Regions from separate parts of the Mus musculus genome. Here region 2 is linked to region 1. The links are chromatin contacts, called in public Hi-C maps. All regions are on one chromosome and are shown on one strand. The core of a region is the stretch at or near the end of the contact, and the rest is flanking DNA. Distances in the headings are between cores, read along the strand shown. Region 1 has its middle 11 kb from the start of Gm33968. Region 2 has its middle 20 kb from the start of Gm46069.

Region 1 (5,979 bases), core at 2,649-5,148:
CCAGTCTTGTGTCCCATGTAACTATGCTGATCACAGCCTTGTGGGCCTTTGGGGTTTAGACTGCATAATACAGTCTTTGGCTCCGCCCTCTTCCCCTGCAGAAACCTGGAGGGTAAATGACTTGTCACTGTAAAAATGACAGGGAAAGCTGTCTATCGATACTTAGCTCAAGGTCTCCACGTTTTTTGGCAGTGTATAATGTATATATGTTTGGACAAATGAATGCAGGCTGATAACGTTGTCAAGCACTTGGGGCTATGAAAGAGGGAACAGATGTGAGGGCCAAGGTTAGAGAAGTCTGGAAGCTTCCCACAGGAGTCAGAACTGGAATGTGCCGGAAGGTGTGTTAAGATCGACCTGGACAACCCTAGGGAATCAATCTGAATTGATTCAGATTCAGCCATCTGAATGGGGAACATTCTGTTGCTCAAATGAAAGTGATTTCTTTGAGTAATTATGGTGCCTCGGATTGGAGACACTACGGATAAATCTGCTTTAAATAGCAACTTTTAACTATCTCAATGAGCAGTCAAGAGAAGCTTAGTCACCACAGCCACCAACTGTTGTCACATACCTCAAGTGCATTTATGTGTACAGAAAACTCACAGCCAGTCTCTTAAGTGTACAGACTCTAACTAGCCGTCACCCGGGCTTTTGGACTTGAACATGGTGTGGAGGAAAATATGCTTTTTCTCTCTACATTAGATTTTTGTTATTGTACATTATGGGGACTTGTAGATGTAAAGTGACAAACACTGGTATGCCATTAAGATGATAGCCATAAAGAGAGACCAAGGAGTCAGCATTGGACAGTTAAATGTTAGTTACTTCTCTGGTTATTGTAGGGGCTGCTGCAGAGGAATAGAACCAGGTGCTTTGGACCAATATCATGGGGCTCAGATCTGGCATGGGGCAGAGAGGAAATACGGCAGAGAGCGATGTCTGGAAGACTCTGAAATTTAGAAAGATAAGGCAGAACCTGACAAACCATTGAATGGAGATGCTCAGATGTTTTCTCTCTTGGGGAAAGATCCACTTATCCAGTGCACCCTTCTGTGAGTGACAGCTCCCTGCTCTATACTCCATCGGCTAGTTTTGACCCTTAGGGGTTCATGTAAGCAGAAGTGGTGGCCATAGCAACTGCCTCCACCATGAGGTGTGCGAACAGCAACATCAACATCACAACTCTTCATTCCGAACTCTGAGCAGAGGTGGGGCTCTGTGTAGTGCAATTTCCAGCTGATGCTGTTGCTTTGTGTCTTAGGGTTAGACTGAGCTCAACATACACAGCTCACACCCACACATGCATTAGCGCTGAGAAAGAGGGCTAGTAGGTGCCCTTTCTGTGCAAAGGATACACATTCTAAGACCCCAGTGGATGCCTGAAACCATTGCTAGTACAAAGGTGTGTTGTATTATGTGTGTGTGTGATATTATATATATTACAAATGTCATATATGCATGGCAAGAGAAAAAAACAGGAGACACAGAACCATAAGCTGTCTCCTTTTTCTATATATATCTTTGATAAAATTCAAATTATAAATTAGGCACAATGACAACCCAATTACAATAACAAGGGACTAGAACAGTCCCAACCATTACTTTAATAAGAGTGATGCTTTTGTGGTCTCTCTCAATATCTTTTATTGAACCGAACTCGACTTCCATCTAGTAATGGTGCAAGGAGGCCTTAAAAGGGAGCTTCACAGCTTTTCTTTAGCATAACCGTTACTTGCACTATGGTTCTGGTGTTTTGGAACCCTCCTAACTACTAAGGATTTCCTGAAACTATGCCCAACGATAGTGTGATCGTCGAACCAATACCCAGTGACTACTAACTGAATAGTGGGCAGCAAGCGTATAAGCATTGTGGATGTGCTAAAGCAAAGAGACGACTCAGGTAGAACAACACAGGTGAGATATCTTCTCACTGTGAGGAGCGGGTGTGGCGGCAGTCCCAAAGGCGCCAGGGACTGCAGCTAAGTCGTATGACTTGCACCTGACTTCCTCATATAAACCACAAACATCTTGAGAGCTGCACAGGTGTACCAGGATACTGGTGAATCCATTTTGATGGAGATATGCCCCTGCTGCCCTGATTAGCTGAAGCTGCATGCCTGGTGAGGTGGCGTGGCCTGCTGTGCGTGGATGGGAACTGAGAGTATAAAAGAGTGAGAGGCCCAGGGTTCGGGGGAGATATAAACAAGGGAGATATAGAGAAAGAAGAAACAGGACTGAATAAACGTGTGCAGAAGGATCCTGTTGCAGCGTCATTCTTCCTGGCCAGTTGGGCTCGCGCAAGATCTCACCACTCAAAATGGTACGCAATTCAAAACAGATTATTTCCAGAGGTTTCTGTTTCATATTTTCAGACTGTGGTTGATCTCAGGTAACTGGAACAAACAAACAAACAAAGCAAACAAACAGAAACTGGGAAAAACATGAAAAAATGAACTGCAATTGATTGATTGGTCAGAGAATGGCTGAATATTTCATGCACTGAGAGAGTTCCCAGTAGTCTCCATCCTTGCCCGGCAGGAGTCCTCAGCTGCCTCCAACCTCCTAAGTGGATTCAGGTTGAGTTTCCTACAATTCTGACTCCTGAAGTGTCAGCTGAAGTGGGTGGAGCCAACACTGGCACTCTTTCTATTCTGTAGAAGCCTGACCATGAACACAGAAGCATTGGTAGTAGCCACTGTGAACTTAAGCCTCAGAAAGACATGCAGAGGACAGAGTCCATACCTAAGTGGCTTGTTGAAAACAAAGGCAGGAAGTGCTCAGACAGCCCGGACCCAGCTCTGACACACTCCATTCTGACATGCAGCATTCTGTGCATGCTGCCAAAAACTCGGCAGGGAGGAGGTGGGCAGAGGCCATGGAGGTTTTGTTGCAGTCTTCCAATATTCTTGGCTATAAAAGTAATGTGACCACACGATTCTTGCTCATTTCGGAGTAAAGCGCTCATAAAAAAAGTAAATTGTGAACATAAAACTGGTAAATTGGAAAATGGCCATCTGTCCTGGGAACACGCTAAAGAGGCAGTTTCCTCTAGCAAGAGACCATGTTGGGCTGCTCTATGCTGCTACAGTACCATGCCTGACCGACACATCGCTTAGGCCCAGCTGGAGAAGGGGTTCCTGAATGGGCATGTGGGAGCCTTAGGAATGAGGCTGGACGTGATCACTGTGATTTGCAGCAAATTATCAATATCCACATGGACTCCTCTCTGTTCAAAATGGGAATAATGATCCTTAATGTCGACAAAGACTGGTGAAGGGTTTTATGACTGGGGAGACAAAACTACAAGGCTGAATTTCATTTGTGATTACCATTGTTGTTATTGGCACCTGTCTTGTCTGTCTTCCTTTCTTCTTCCTTTCTTCCTTTCTTCCTTTCTTCCTTTCTTCCTTTCTTCCTTTCTTCCTTCCTTCCTTCCTTCCTTCCTTCCTTCCTTCCTTCCTTCCTCCTCCTCCTCCTCCTTCCCCTCCTCCTTATGAGGCAGAGTTTCTCTTTGTAGCCCTAGCTGTCCTGGAACTCACTCTGTAGACCAAACTAGTCTCAACCTCAGAAATGCTCTAGACTTTGGCTCAGGTAAGACCCTTGATTCCTTTGGTCCATGACACATGAGCGTACTTGAGCTAAAGACTGTTCAGTGCTCTGTTTTCTCAGGTATCTTAGGAGACAGAGGTGCTAAAAAGAAATTGGTAGATTGGTTCATGAGTCCTTTGGGTCCTCCACTGTGATTTCAGCCAGAGTGAGACAGGGGTCCTGGGTGCAGCTCTCAGTACTTTCATGGGACCTGCAAAGGCAGTGAACCCAAGCTCAGCCCAACTCTCACCAAGAAAGGAAACCTGCTCCCTGAGCCCGGCTTCCCTGAGTACCAGAGAAATGAATGACGGTTCCTTGTGACTCATTCTGAGTCAGACGGGGAAGGAAAACAAGGCCATCAAAGTTCAGCTTTCAAATGTGTAAAGATTTGGCCGTTTGATTTGTGACCAAGCTTGATCTGAAGAAGTAGAAGGGAAACTGTGAATGCTCCCTTCCCTTAGTTTATCTAAGCTCTTCGGGGGTAGGCTGGCTAGAGGCTCTAAGACAGTGGTTGTCAGCCTGTGGGTCAAAATGCCTTTAGCAAATTTCTATTTCCAAAATATTTACATTACAATTCATAACAGTAGCAAATTACAGTCATGAAGTAGCAATGAAAATAATGTTATGATGGGGGCCACAACAGCATGAGGAACTGCATTAAAGGGTCGCAGCACTAGGAAGGTTGAGAGGTGGGGGGGGGAGATCTTCCTGCAGAACCAGATGCTCACAGCCATCCTTAGTCAAGCAACACCTAGCCTGGTCCCACCTCTTTCCAGCAAGCATGATTGTCCTCTTCATCCGAGTGTCTTTGTTGCATTGAATCTTACCTACCCTGGTCTCTTTGGGGAGAACATGCTCTGCTGTACATTTATAGATCTCCTAGGTGTTCACAGGTTAGCATTTCTTCTAGGTTCTGCCCAGCAGTTACCTAGCAACAGCCTGGCTTGCCTTAAAAGGACTGTTTGGCCTCTCTCTCTGACCACCCCCTCCTGCCTCTCTCTGGCATCCCTGCCCACATCTTTCCACTTATTGACAGCCTGCCTCTTCTCTCCTCTCTCCCTTTCTCCTCTGTCTCTTTCTCTGTCTCTGTCTTTCTCTCCCTCCCTCTCTCTTCCTCTTTCTCTCTCTCCTCCTCCTCCTCCTCCTCTTTCTTCTTCCTCTTCCTCTTCCTCTTCCTCTTCCTCTTCCTCTTCCTCTTCCTCTTCTTCTTCTTCTTCTTCTTCTTCTTCTTCTTCTTCTTCTTCTTCTTCTTCTTCTTCTTCTTCTTCTTCTTCTTCCCCTCTCTCTGCCTCTACTCTCTTCTCACCCCCACTCCCTCTTTCTCATGTACCCAAATAAACTTCATCTTATACTAGACTGTCATATAGCTGACACCTCACTCAAATGGGCCCGCTAAGGCATCCCCTCCCACCACATCATAAAGGGTTTTACAAAATACATCACTAGGGACATCATAAAAAGTATCCAAAGCACGTGTCTTGACCAATGGAATTTACACTCTCACAGTGGAAGTCTGAAATCCAGGGGCTAGCAAACCCATGCTCCTTCTGAAGGTTCTGGGGAAAGGTGTGTGGGCCAGATCTTTTACTTCTCCATTGTAATAGCCTCAGATGTTCCTTGTCTCATGGAAAGTCGCTATCTCCCTGAGTCATTTCCTGGCATCTCTCCTCTAAGTATGTATTTTACTATATCCAAATTTCACTGTTTCTGAAGAATATCCCTCACATTGGGATTGGTTGGGATTTGTCCTAATCTACTCTTGTAACTGGATTACCTCCACAAAGACCCTATTTCCAAATAAGGTCACACTTCAAGTCACAGGTGCTAGCTTTTGGGGGCAGGTATGAGTTTGTACATGTGTGTGTGTGTATGGGGGTTGTCATAACTGAACCCATAGTGGAATATGAACTTTGATGACCACAGGTGGGACTCAGAGCTCCCTCCTGCCGATTCTCACGTACGTCCATATTCTCTCGAAGGAATTAAGTCATCTGGGCTTCATAGTATTTCTCTAGAAAGCAGGTATTTCTCTCACCATGCAAACTGGAAGTGATACATTTAGCACTGAGCACTGCAGAGATGGATCTGTTTGGGCTCAGAAAGGTCCTGAAGTCTGGGTGTGTTTTCACACTAAAACAGGAAGCTGAGTGTTCCTCTATCGGTGTCTGATGGGCTGAGCCTGTGGATGGTGTAAATAGTACTCAGGGGACAACTCTAAGCAGTGTGTCCTTTCCATGTTCCCACCCAGTGATGCCATCAGGACCTGCCTGGGTTGGGGCTGGCCCCTCAGGTGGCCGTGACTGAATGGAGTCCTAACCCTGACACCTGACATTGAGTCACATGGTGACTCGATGGTGACAATGGCATCCTATTTCTGCCATCTATTAT
Region 2 (6,301 bases), core at 512-3,011, 140 kb before region 1:
CAAATTAATACACAAAGCGCTAGGTTTCGTTATGTCATTTTCAAACATACTTCATTTTTGTTAATCTTCCTGACCCTGAACTGCTCCACCTCAGTGGAGTCCTTGCACTTCTCCTTCTTCACTTTTTTCTCTTTCAAGCTCCCATTTCTTGTTTTAGGACCTATAGTCACATATGTCTGTGTATCAACGTTAAAAGCTAGGAACTCGATATGAGAGAGAGCAGGAGGTATCGGCCTATGTCTAGGTTACCTCACTTAATGGAATAATTTCCAGATTCAACCATTTTCCAGAAAATTCCAGTTTTCTTTTCAGCTGAATGAACTTCCATTGTGTGCATGTATCTGTGTCTGTATCTGTATCTGTGTCTGTGTCTGTGTCTGTGTCTGTGTCTGTGTCTGTGTCTGTGTCTGTGTCTGTGTCTGTGTCTGTGTCTGTGTCTGTGTCTGTATCTGTATATGTATATGTATACTTATACATATACACACATCACCTTTTAATTCATTATTCATTTCTGGATGATGTTGAGACTGGTTCCATTTCCTTGGCATTAATAGAGCAATAAATATGGATATGCATTTCTATGGTAAGATTTAGAGTCCTTTGGGCACATTCTCAAGAATGAAATAGTCGGGTCATATGGAAGGTCTATTTTTAGTTTTCTGAGAACCCTCCACACCGATTTCTATAATGACTGTACTAGCTTGAACTCTCACGTCAGTGAATCTCTGTATAGTGAATCATTAGCCAACTAGGCAATGCTGTAGATTGACAAAACCTAGATCAAGGTGTTTAAGGCCTAGGATCTAGGTTTAAAAAAAATCGCTGGTGCTGTAAATGTTAACTGGGTCAAGTCTCTTTGGGGGTGACTTTGGATCCTACTGTATGGCTACCCACCTTGCTGGGGCTTTTGCTTCCCTGACAGTTTATAAATCTCTGTAGCTATTTGAATTCTTGGAATGGATTTTGGTCTTGGGTAGTGTAATAGACTGGATATGAATCTACACTTTGACTTAAACCAGTCATACAAGGAGTAAGAGTCTTCCAATTGTTCAAAGTGTACCAACTTCCCCAGCTATGAGTTGGCACGGCACTTTATACACAGACTTGGGTATTCATTCAGATGGTGTCTGTAATACCTTAGGGTGACACTGAAAACACTGCAGAGACAAAGTTCCACACACTGACCAGAGTCCGGTGAAACAGGCCAGGAATCTCCTTTCCCCGTTGAGGCAGTTGGTTTGCAGACTACCTGTTGGTCTGGAATGTATGTGGCTTCCCTCTGTGAGACCACTGAATGCATTCAAACCATAGGGAGCCCCTGACCCCCTACCAGCATAATTTCCACTGGGATGCTTAGACTAGAGAGTGCAGAACTGCTTCTATTAGATTCCTCATTGTGGGACCAACCTGCTCATTCTTAAAAACTTTAAGGAAGAAAAGAGGACAGCAACCAGTCATAGGAGAATAAAAATATTAGAAGCAAGCAGTCATGGCCAGCTAGGAACTCCCAGTCTCTGGTGTCAGTGGGGTTAATAGCTAATTGCTCAAGAGATGGGGCCTTGTGTTTTCCTTTCCCAGGACTGTTGGGGCCATAAGGCTGTTCATGTGAGTATAAGGCCAGCTGTTGTCAGTCATTTCTCTACTCCCCACCCACAAGCCCCAGGGCGGCAGATGTGTTAGGTATCCCCTCTCTCTCTTGCTGAGTCAAATCACTCCCAGATGAGAGAGAAAGAGCAGATGTGGCCCAAAGCAGAAACCTGGGCCTGGGGTTGTTTGCTGGCTTGCTTCAGAGAAGTGCCAAGTGGCTGCACTTCCTTTGTCGTTGGGGAGCCCGGTCTGGGCTGTAACAGGTGCTGCTCAGGATTTTTATTGTGGATGTAGGGGAGACTCAAAGATGGTTCAAACGACCCACCTCCCAGCCCCCACTTTGTTTTCTGGAGGCAAACCTGGATTAAGAGGCCCAGAACAGACCAAGACTGCTTCAGGCTCTCCTTATCTTCTGCCTAACCACTTGAGGGACTTAGGAGCAATAACACCAGGCTTCTTTTAGAGATTAGATAAATTTGCATTCTTCCCCACAGACCCACCCCCAAGCAGGAGGAAGTGCTGGAGGAAATAAGTTATTAAAAGAGTGTGTGGGTGGCAAACGTGTGTGGGTGATGAAGGGGGCCTGTTCCTTCTTTTCTCAGGCTGAACGTTTTCCTCAACTCTACACTGTAACCCCTGAAAATGTAGGTATGTAAGGATGACACCCGTTACCTCAGAAAACTCTGAGCTCTGAAACTATATTTCTAGGGAAAAAAGATTATTACTCAGAGGATTAAAAGTATCTCTTGCAGTTTGTCCCACAGCCCTAGGGATTCTAGTTAAGTCCTATGGTCCCTGTACCTCACACTGAGAGCATCAAGAAAATCAAACCAGTAGCCCACACAGAGAACCCAGCAGCCCACACAGAGAACCCAGCAGCCAACATAGAGTACTGATCACTGTCTTGGCAGGCTCCTGCCTGTTGCCCCAAGAGGATGGATGAGATCATTTTGAAATTCTCTACTGCTTCTGCACTCTTTTTCCCTTTTCAAAATTCTCTCCCACCCCCATCCCTGTGTATGTGTGTGTAATGATTAGAGAAAGACAATTAGCAAGACCTTAAGTTATTCTGTTTATAGAACTGCAGCAACACAAAGAAAACAGTTGAATGACGGGCATGAAGGCTGGTGAGATGGCCCTAGGGGTTGCCACCAAGTCTGATGAGTTGAACTCAACCAATAAACAGACATGGTGGAAATGGAGAACTTTGGACTTCTCTCTCTCTCTCTCTCTCTCTCTCTCTCTCTCTCTCTCTCTCTCACACACACACACACACACACACACACACACACTATACCATCTGTCCCCTCCCCTGACAAAATAACTAAATAAATATGAAATATTATATGATTGGCATGAAACATCAGGACACAGGAGGGTAGGTAGTTGAAGGAACCATAGGGGAAGAACTTTTACTTTTGGCAAGTTAAAAAATGAGACATATCTAACCAATTCCTCTTCAAACATGAAAGTCTAAATTAGTGGATATTATAAGATGTCTTCTCTAGCCTCCTGGGGTGTTGGTAAGTTCTGCCTGTATTCACCAGGTGATGTGCTCAGACTGCTGGCATACCCTTGGTTTGCTGTCCCTTAGGGATGACTCTCTTAGCCAAATAAGCTGGGTTTTAGTGCCATGGGCTCTGAGATCAGGCTGTTTGGGTGTTGGGCCTTTTGCAATGTCCTCTGCCATGTGAGTCCTCTGATCTCTGTCCCTACTCTTCCTAGACCTGTATCTATCTACCTGACCCTTTCCTCTGAGGTCCTACTGTATAGCCCGGAGCCTGGAAATTGGGTAGTTTTGCTCCCAAATAGCTTCATGTTGGGGTGCTTCCTTGTTGGAGTGCTTCAGGACAATTTGCAGCCCCTGTGGCAGAGGGTCCCTCCGCACAGCTCATGTGCAGAAGATCAGGTGGAGGAGCCTCCTTCCCACAGTGCTAAAGTGTAACTATATCAGTTGTTTATGACCATCTCACATCCCACACTTGCCTGCTCTGCCTCCACCAGATCTCCCCACCTCCTGACCTGGTACCTCTTGCTCCTCCACTTCTCCTGGCCCCGCCTCCGAAAAGAAATGACTTCATGCTACAAATTGGAGTGACCAGTATTGGCTCAAGACTCCCAAGACCAAGTTCTCAGCATAAAGAGATTTATTTGCTCTAGAGGGATAAAGGGCAGGAAAAGAGACAAAGACAGGAGATAGAGGACAAGAGTGAAGGGGAAGGGGACAAGGAAGAAGGAGGGCATTTGTCCCCCAGGGACAAAAGACTGCCTCTGGATAGAGAGGAGACAGATGTGGTCCATAGGCAAGGGATGGTTTATAAAGGTACAAGGGGACTCTGTCCCCCCAATGTTAGGATGAGGTGTTTAATTTTGATTAGGCCTGTTAATTAGGTGAGTCAAAGGGAGCTTTTGATTTCTGGACTCTAATACTTAAATAGCCGGGCCTTGGTAGTCAGCCCCCAGAGGAGGAAGTAGTAGCTAAATAAGGGACTAGACCTTGGGGGCTAGCTTTAGGAATGTGATCTAATGGTTTCTTAGCAAGTTCTGCCAGAGCCTTGTTTACCAAGCTTGAGCTGGCTAGAGTCCCTTCATGAATCATGTCTACAAAGTTCCCATTTCCAAAGAATAAGCAGGGTTTTATTTGCTGACTCGGGCCAAAGCACTGTGTCTGGATTACCTGCTCACTCTCTAACAAGCCTCCTGGGGGACCTCTCCCATGGGGTGCCCAGCTTACAATATCAATGCAGCCATAGCACTCACTCCTCTTCAAACACATGGAAAGACGTGGATGCCCATGTAGCGCATATGTAAAGGCCAAGTAATTGCCAACATTATATGTAGTTTGACTCTCTATCCCTGTGTGTATGTGCATGTGTTAAAAATAAATTACAGACATTAAAATATTTTATCCCTAAATACTTCAGCTTGTATTTCATGCGAACAAAGAGATTTTGTAAATTATACCCTTCATACCCTCCCAAAATTTCATACTATGAAACACTGTAATAGACAAACTGTTTATAAAATAGCCCTTTCCCTCCCCAGTCTTCTGCCTTCACACTAGCAGCCAAATGTAGTAGTGGTGGGTACTTGAAAATGCCAAGTTCTCCCTATCCAGGGTGTGTGTGTGGTGAGGGGTGGGGGGTGGGGGGTGGGGGCAACTGTTGCTGATGTTAAATTAGCTCATGATCAGAGATGTGCCAAGTTATCTCAAAAGGCATAAAAGCTGCCAGCTAGATCTTCAACATATGACTGTGTCAAGATTGAATATGTTAACAGGTAAAGAGGAGCCCAGGTCCACGGAAAAAGCCAGAAGCAGGTAATTTCAGTGTTCAATATGATCGATCACCCAAGATTTTCTGCTCTTCAGGGATCAACCAGATGGCCAGAAGTGCGAGCTCCCACCTGATATAACAAATACCTGCATGTCTATGGAAGCCTGACAATATACGTAGATGTCAGTGTGTTCTGCACAGAAGCCTAGCATTTCTGGTCCTTGGGAGGTTGGGGGATGCAAAGTGGAATATTGGAACTTTCCAGAAGTATGCTTCTAAGCAGTTCAGATGTGATACTTGTTTTCTGGCCACATCTGTATCTGCTGAGGTTTCTCTGTTGCACAGATGTCAGAACTGGGTGTTTGTATGGAGGGAGGAAGTTATGGTGGGTGTTGGCCAGGCATCCAGGTGTGGGTATTTTAGACTAGTCTCTTAGAAACACTATAGAAGATTGGTAAAGTATATTTCTCCCAAGAACCAGACAGTCCTAGACTTAAGATGAGATTATGTCCCAATAACACCCATTGTAAACTGTAAAAAAAAATTCAGTTTGAAAAACCCTTGAGATACTTAATCCACCAGGCAAGGTTGTTCTGTTTATAAAAAGATAAGAAGGAGGCCGGGCAGTGGTGGTGCATGCCTTTAATCTCAGCACTTAGGAGGCAGAGGCAGGCGGATTTCTGAGTTCGAGGCCAGCATGGTCTACAGAGTGAGTTCTAGGACAGTCAGGGTTACATGGAGAAACCCTGTTTCAGAAAAAAAGAGGGGGTGATATATTTATGGAGGTGTGGGGGAAGGAGATGCCTCCGTGGGACCCGTGCTGAGGCATCCCTTCCCCTCTGAGGGATTAGCCACACGAAGGTATAGTATAGAATAGAGTTTATTCAAGGCATGGAGAGGGGTCTTAAGAGATAGTAGTAAAAGGGGCTGCCTGCCCCCTCCTCAGAGGAGAGAGAGAAGGAGGAGGAGGAGGAGGAGGAGGAGGAGGAGGAGGAAGGCCATGAGCACATGGAGAGAGAAGGGGGAAGGGAATGGGGGGGGAAGAGCATGGGAGCAAGAGAGTGAGGAGGGGGTAGGCATCCCCTTTTATAGTGGGTCAGGACTACCTGGCTGTTGCCAGGTAACTGTGGGGTGGAGCTTAGACAGAATGTTAACAATGGTAGCTGAGCCAATCCTGTGAAATAGAGTCAGAACACTTTTCAAGAGCCTACAGTTGGATGAAATCTTTTTTTAAAAATTTTATTTATTTACTTTATGTAAATGAACACACTGTCCCTGTCTTTAGACACACCAGAAGAGGGCATCAGATCCCATTACAGATGGTTGTGAGCCACCATGTGGTTGCTAGGAATTGAACTCAAGACCTCTGGAAGAGCAGTCAGTGCTCTTGACTGCTGAGCCATCTCTCCAGCCCCAGGATGAAATCTAACACAAAGCCT

What was found. Hi-C and Micro-C count contacts between places; a contact is called where the count stands out from the background.
Region 2: a Hi-C map of Th1 cells shows a contact between it and region 1, with 2.2 times the contacts expected there. The contact joins two enhancer-like sites. A contact is called at or near these places in 1 of 39 promoter capture datasets (hippocampal neurons), 7 of 484 Hi-C or Micro-C datasets (CD8 T cells, Th1 cells, bone marrow-derived macrophages and 2 more) and 4 of 115 datasets of contacts at active chromatin or transcription factors (CD8 T cells, bone marrow-derived macrophages and pancreatic cancer cells).

What each region holds. Positions count from the first base shown.
Region 1 is chr8:34,528,205-34,534,183 of GRCm38.p6, reverse strand. No RefSeq gene overlaps it. Among named protein-coding and RNA genes, the nearest start is that of Gm33968, 11 kb to the right of the region's middle. Within about 2 kb of position 3,898, at least 60 of the 459 cell types and tissues checked have an H3K27ac peak or open chromatin away from gene starts, as enhancers often do. A contact at or near this core is called in CD8 T cells, Th1 cells and bone marrow-derived macrophages, where this site is marked.
Region 2 is chr8:34,667,296-34,673,596 of GRCm38.p6, reverse strand. No RefSeq gene overlaps it. Among named protein-coding and RNA genes, the nearest start is that of Gm46069, 20 kb to the left of the region's middle. Within about 2 kb of position 1,761, at least 87 of the 459 cell types and tissues checked have an H3K27ac peak or open chromatin away from gene starts, as enhancers often do. A contact at or near this core is called in CD8 T cells, Th1 cells and bone marrow-derived macrophages, where this site is marked.